2 separate regions of the Mus musculus genome follow, and region 1 is linked to region 2. A link is a contact called in public Hi-C data. All regions are on one chromosome and are shown on one strand. The core of a region is the stretch at or near the end of the contact, and the rest is flanking DNA. Distances in the headings are between cores, read along the strand shown.

The links. A called contact is a pair of places that touch in the nucleus more often than the background predicts.
Region 1: a contact with region 2 is called in a Hi-C map of liver, with 1.7 times the contacts expected there. The contact joins two enhancer-like sites. A contact is called at or near these places in 3 of 484 Hi-C or Micro-C datasets (liver and nephron progenitors) and 4 of 115 datasets of contacts at active chromatin or transcription factors (bone marrow-derived macrophages, craniofacial prominence, embryonic stem cells and 1 more).

The regions. Positions count from the first base shown.
Region 1 is chr2:60,938,788-60,941,583 of GRCm38.p6, reverse strand. It overlaps a transcript of Rbms1 not described here. Among named protein-coding and RNA genes, the nearest start is that of Gm33647, 29 kb to the left of the region's middle. Within about 2 kb of position 1,438, at least 99 of the 459 cell types and tissues checked have an H3K27ac peak or open chromatin away from gene starts, as enhancers often do. A contact at or near this core is called in liver, where this site is marked.
Region 2 is chr2:60,862,754-60,865,626 of GRCm38.p6, reverse strand. All of the region lies in intron 1 of Rbms1 (RNA binding motif, single stranded interacting protein 1), which reads left to right. Among named protein-coding and RNA genes, the nearest start is that of Rbms1, 17 kb to the left of the region's middle. Within about 2 kb of position 1,571, at least 89 of the 459 cell types and tissues checked have an H3K27ac peak or open chromatin away from gene starts, as enhancers often do. A contact at or near this core is called in liver, where this site is marked.

The sequences.
Region 1 (2,796 bases), core at 189-2,688, 76 kb before region 2:
GAGAAGGGGGAAATGATGTCATTATATTCTACTTACAAAACATTTAAAAAGTCATTGTAGGAAAGAAAGGAAGAAAAGATGCAAGCTCCAGAAGAGAAGTAGTCAAACTCTTTGAATATTGAAAGAGAGTTGAGGGGGTGTAAATGTGCGTCGCTGAGAAAGAGAGTTTTCAGAGCAGACTGTTCGGGTATTTTATACCAATTATGTGCAGCTATTGCTTTGAATAATTTCTCTGCCCTGCTGAGATTTCCTTTTTACAAATCCTGGCGCAATTATAAGATGGAAGTCTGGAATGTATAAACAGTGTCCTTTGAACAGTAAATGAGGCACATTCTTCTAAACTCAAGGGTAGGAATGTGCTACCTCTTACCCTATGTTCTCTGCCTTCCTCTCCCTCCTAATCAAAAGCTCAGAAGCCAGTGTGGAGTTCAACAGTGTATAGAAACGTGACTTCTCTTTCTTTCTTTCTTTCTTTCTTTCTTTCTTTCTTTCTTTCTTTCTTTCTTTCTTTCTTTCTTCTTTGAACAGTTTAAAATAATAGTTCCATCAAATTAACAAAATCTTGAGGTTGCTCTGACATTATAGCCAGTACACTTAATTCCATCTTGGGCGGCCAGTGTTCAGAATTCCTCATTCGGCTCTGTTCTGTTTCCAACCTTAACAGGAGAATCTGTGATAGATTGCCTTCCCCTTTAGCTTTGAAACTAAACCCTAAATCCTGTGCCAAGTCGGTGCACTTGGGGTGTGGGGGATGGGGGGGAATGATACCCTTGGAGCAGAGCATCAATTTCTAAGTTTCTGATTTCCTAAATGCCAGCTGGTTTGTGGCAAAGCAGTGTGTACTGGTGATGGCTAACGGGGTCTAAAACCCTGAAGAGAAGTGAACTGCCACTTGAAGTTAACTGTACAAAGCCCGAACTCCATTGTGTAGCAGAACTCACAGACCTTGCACAATGTTTACAGTAAGGTTTGGAGAGTTGCCTAGTGCTGGACTATATACAATTAAACAACGTGGTTGAACGGCCTTTCATGCTAGCCCTGCCCAAGGGGGGCCAGCGTGCACACGTGATCATTCTTGGAACTCTTAACATAAACAGGAATGCAGAACCTTGATGTGGAATTCCAAGTGCACGCTGGATTTTTTTTTCACATAAGTCCCCATAGAAGCTAAAGATAGCAACAATAAAGGGATCGCCAAAAGTGAATTATTTCTCTGTCAAAGAATGTAGTACTTTTATTTTGTGTGCAACTGAGCCTATGCAATTTTCTTTAAGCTGAGCTCAACATAGGAGAGTGTTTAAATTAATTACAAGATGGATTTTTTTGGAAAATAATGCTGGGAAATAATACAAAAGAATGCTTCCTGGGTCTTCCTGCCATGGTTTCTCTGAAAAGAGCTGGAATGATATGAGAGCTGAAAGTGAAACCAACCACTGGCCAGTTGCAGTCCACGCCATGTTTAAGAAGTTAGATTAGACCAACTTACCATTACAGTTAGCCCAGAAGGGAAAAGTCCTTGATGTTGATGGCGACAATAGGGGGAAACCATACAATGAGCATGATTTATTTAGTCATTTGGGGGAAGGGTGGAAATACATAAGGGATTGATTTATAGTTCTGTTGTCCAGAAATATAAATATATATTTTTAATGTACCTATTGCGTTTTCCCTAAAGTATCTTTCCTTTCAGTTTCTCAGGGGTGTTTGGCTTTGTAGTTCTGAAAAATAGTTTATATTGACACCAACATGAAGCATGGCTCTGTTGTCTGACATGGAAAGACCAAAAGCCGACTCAGTACCAGGATGATCTGAGCTCACCCCAGGCCCCTAGAGCCAGTGGCTCCAGCTGTTTCTGCCTCCAGTTTCTATTCTGTTGTCTGACATCAGGAAGTGTGTTAAGCATGATATTAGAGAGGTTTGAGTGGCTGAATACAAAGTGTTCCTGTTGTGTGTGCAACACAAATGACCACTGCTCACAAATGGGAGAATATGTGATGTATATGCTGGCCCTGGCAGAGCACTTCAAACTATTAAAAAATTACCTCATACATGTAACTTTACATGTTAAAGTTGCCTGTTTGCTTCCCTCTATCTGTCCTGAAACTCACAATTTAGAGTCTATATTATAAATCATGTTTTATCCTTTGATTTTTCTATATTATAAAGCCCCCACCCCCAACTTCTCAAAATCTCATCAAAAGATGTGAAAGTCTATCTTGAGTTAGACAAAAAAATATTCAGGACAAGGATTTGAAGGTACTTGTGAGCGTGAAGGAGGGACTTTGGAGTACTGGCTGTCAGTCAAAAAAGATCACTCTGTTGATCCAAATAGCCTTTAAATAAACAATTGCTAAACTATCTTTAATTGTACCTTTATGTGTTTAGGGTACAGTATTGCATATACAGCCATGCATATTTATGAATTCCAACTGGTTTATTTTTTTTCAAGGAAATAAATAATTTCAAACATCTCTTTCTAGTATTAATTTTTTTATAATGTAGAAGAAAGCTGATTGTGATATTTTCTGTAAACTTTAAAAATAATCTCTCATAAATTAATATTTTCTCTTTTACTGAAAAAAATCCTAATTTAAAAAAATGGTTGCTTTGTAGAAATCTCTCCTTTTGGTTCTCCTTTTGTTGTTATTAAAGGGTGCTAATCTTAGCAAATCAGAGTGACCAGTTTATATGCATCTGAATTCTGTATCTGGTGACATTGTGTTTTCAGCTTCATTGGATTAAGTGACTTTTTTTTCTTCATGGTAAGTGTTGTTCTTTTGAGTAAGAGATCATGTT
Region 2 (2,873 bases), core at 322-2,821:
TCTTCGTACAAGTCAGATTGCTAAATGTATATGCGCCGTGGCGTCTCTCCATGAGCATTGGGTTTGTGTGATTTGTGCATATTTTAAGGGCACAATATTTGCTGATTCTATTCAGTTTCTTTCAAAAAAATTTTTTTTCTTTACTGTATTTAAAACAGGAATTTAGTCAGGCCCAGTTTTCAAAAACCGCACCCAACATGTGAAGTTAGGCATACTTAGTAGTCACTGTCTCAGCAAGCTTCTGTCTGTCCCTGTTTGGCAGCACTAAGTGTCAGGAAATACACCTTAGGTGCTCTGCACTTTCTGCCCAAAATGAGGTCACTGGATTTTTCAAGGGAGCCGGTTTTGTTTGTTTTGACCTAGGGAAGCACGTAGAGTTGTAACCTAGAGAATTGGACATTGAACTCGTGGCATGCCAGTTCGGGGGAAGCTGTGGAAACTCTCAGGTCTGAACGATGTCAGAGCAAGGAAATAGAAAATGCTCAGCTCAGCTTGGCTCAGGATCTGGAGGGTGTGTCCAGGGAGGGTGAAGTTTTAGGACAGGAGAAGCCTTTTCCTGTTGTCTCTCAAGTGTCATCTGAAGAGAGTCAGGAGGCAGAGTCTGTGGGGAATTAGGGACAGTGGTAGCTGCTTTGTAAAGGACATAGACACAGAGCCCAAAGTACCCCAAGTATGCAAATGCATCTTAGGGACCGTGGACAGGACCAGGCATAACACCAGGACCTCTGAATTTCAGGGGCAGTCTGCACTCAGCTCTGCTCTCTCCTCTTTTACTATTTCTTAAGTGTGGCTGGTCATAATCAAAATCTCAAACATGAAAACAATTGTCTCTGTGTTATGTATTCCCAACATGATGGGGACATCCAGGGCTCTGTGGGTGATTTAGAAACTTGTAGAAATCTGAGGAGCTCCTCATAGGGTTTACTGTGTCTTCTCAGTGGTAGAAAAATGCACTGTCACACACTAGTAATCTATAAGCCTAGAGGTAACAGAGACAGGAAACATATATGTGTGGTGGAGAATGACAGGTTCCTGAGCAAGTGAGTCAGAATTGACTCTAAAGAAAAACAGGGACTCTTCACTTAAAGCTGATGTAAGAAAGTTCCTTGGAACCCTCATTAGCCTGAGCCCTGGCAGAGCTAAACTCATCTCCTAGAGACCTGCGAGTGAGTGTCTGCAGGAAAGGGCTTCGGGAGAGTCTGCATTGGTGCTGAGCCGGCAGAAGCTTCAGGGCCACTGTGATTCCAGGACCCAGCTGAAACTCAGAGACCCAGGATGGGGAATGACTTCTGTTTCCTTGTTTTCTTTCTCGACACCTTATTTTGCCCTGTACATTTTTACGTAATTCCCTAGTGTGTGTGTGTGTGTGTGTGTGTGTGTGTTGGGATCCAGGAGTCTTGTGGGAAAGATAGAGCAAGAAGCAGAGATTCCAAAGCATCGCAGAGACCGTGTACAGGGATGGCAATGAATTGGCATTTTCCTCCTCTGCTGCCCTTTCTCCTCATCCTCTCTGCTGTCACCCTAGGCAGGGCTGCTTCTTTGGCAGCAGATCCAGTGCAGCTTCACTCCACTGTCAACAGGCAGGTTGGCAGTCTAGGCAAGAGGCCAGGAGGCCATGGTGTGCAGCTCCTCCCACCATCCCCAGACACTCAGCATCTGTTCACTTAACTTTACAGTAAATGCATTACTGAGTATTTTAGGGGGAAAATTAGTGATTCAAAGCTTTTACTAAACTGTAGAGGCTTACCCAGATCTTACTCACCCCTCTTTTTTTTTTCCTCTCCTTTTTCATTTTAATGGAGTTTTAGGACTGGTCGCGCCATTTTAAGTTCTTACCTTCTTGCCAGCAAAGGTCGATCACACAGTACACTGGGTAGAGGGAAAATATCCTTAGTGGTAGTGGAAGATGTAAATTTCTGGCCTTTTGTACTATTGGCCTTCAAGCTTGAGAAGAGCACAGACAGAGCAACCCTAATGGAGCCCATGCCCGTGTCTAATACCCCTCCACCCATGCTAGTCTCCACTTCAGGTATTAGAAGGTATGTGCTGGAATTCCAGGATTTTAGAGAGGCTCTAGCCAATGCATGTGTACTTAGGACTTACAGGTCATTGGACTAACCAATGAGAAGGTCCAGGCAGTCTAGTGGTTTTGAGGATAGCCTTTCCTAGGGAGCCACGCCCCATCCCACCCCACCCCCACCCGCCTCTCATATTTTGCCACTTGAACTCAGTGTGATTTGTTCCACTCTGTTTTTAATGTGCTTGTGCAAAGGAGCTTGAGAGTAGGAGGTGGGAGACTGGACCAGCACTGTGTATAGGTCACTTTTAATATTAGAACTGGCTGTGGCATATTTAGAGAGAGGCCTGGGAAAGATGGGCTTGGCACAGACTATACTGGCAGAGCACTTCCTACTAGCTTGACATCTTCCTGAGGCTCTGTTGTCTGTACTTACACAATGTCTTGATGGACCTTGAGTTGGAATGGAATCAGTGACCCAGGCTTCATGTTACACACATCAAGACTAAGAGAAAAGTTAGTTTGCCAAGGGCAAACAGAATGTGGTCATGGTGACATCTGAACTCCAGCAGTCTGCTTCCAGAGTCCACTCTTACGCACGTTCGCAACTGGCCAGGAAAGATGCAACAAACCAGAATCTTCTGCGGCAAAGCTTTATTGCTTACTCAGGAGCAAGAGAGGAAGAGTGCGGCAGAGAGAAGCAGAGAGGAAAAGAGAGAGAGACGCAGAGAGAGACGCAGAGAGAGGGGCAGAGAGGGAGAGAGGCAGAGAGCAGAGGAAGAGAGCAGAGGAAAAGACGAAGAGAAAGAGACGAAGAGAGAAGAGACGAAGAGAGGGAGTGCCAGAACCCCGTCCC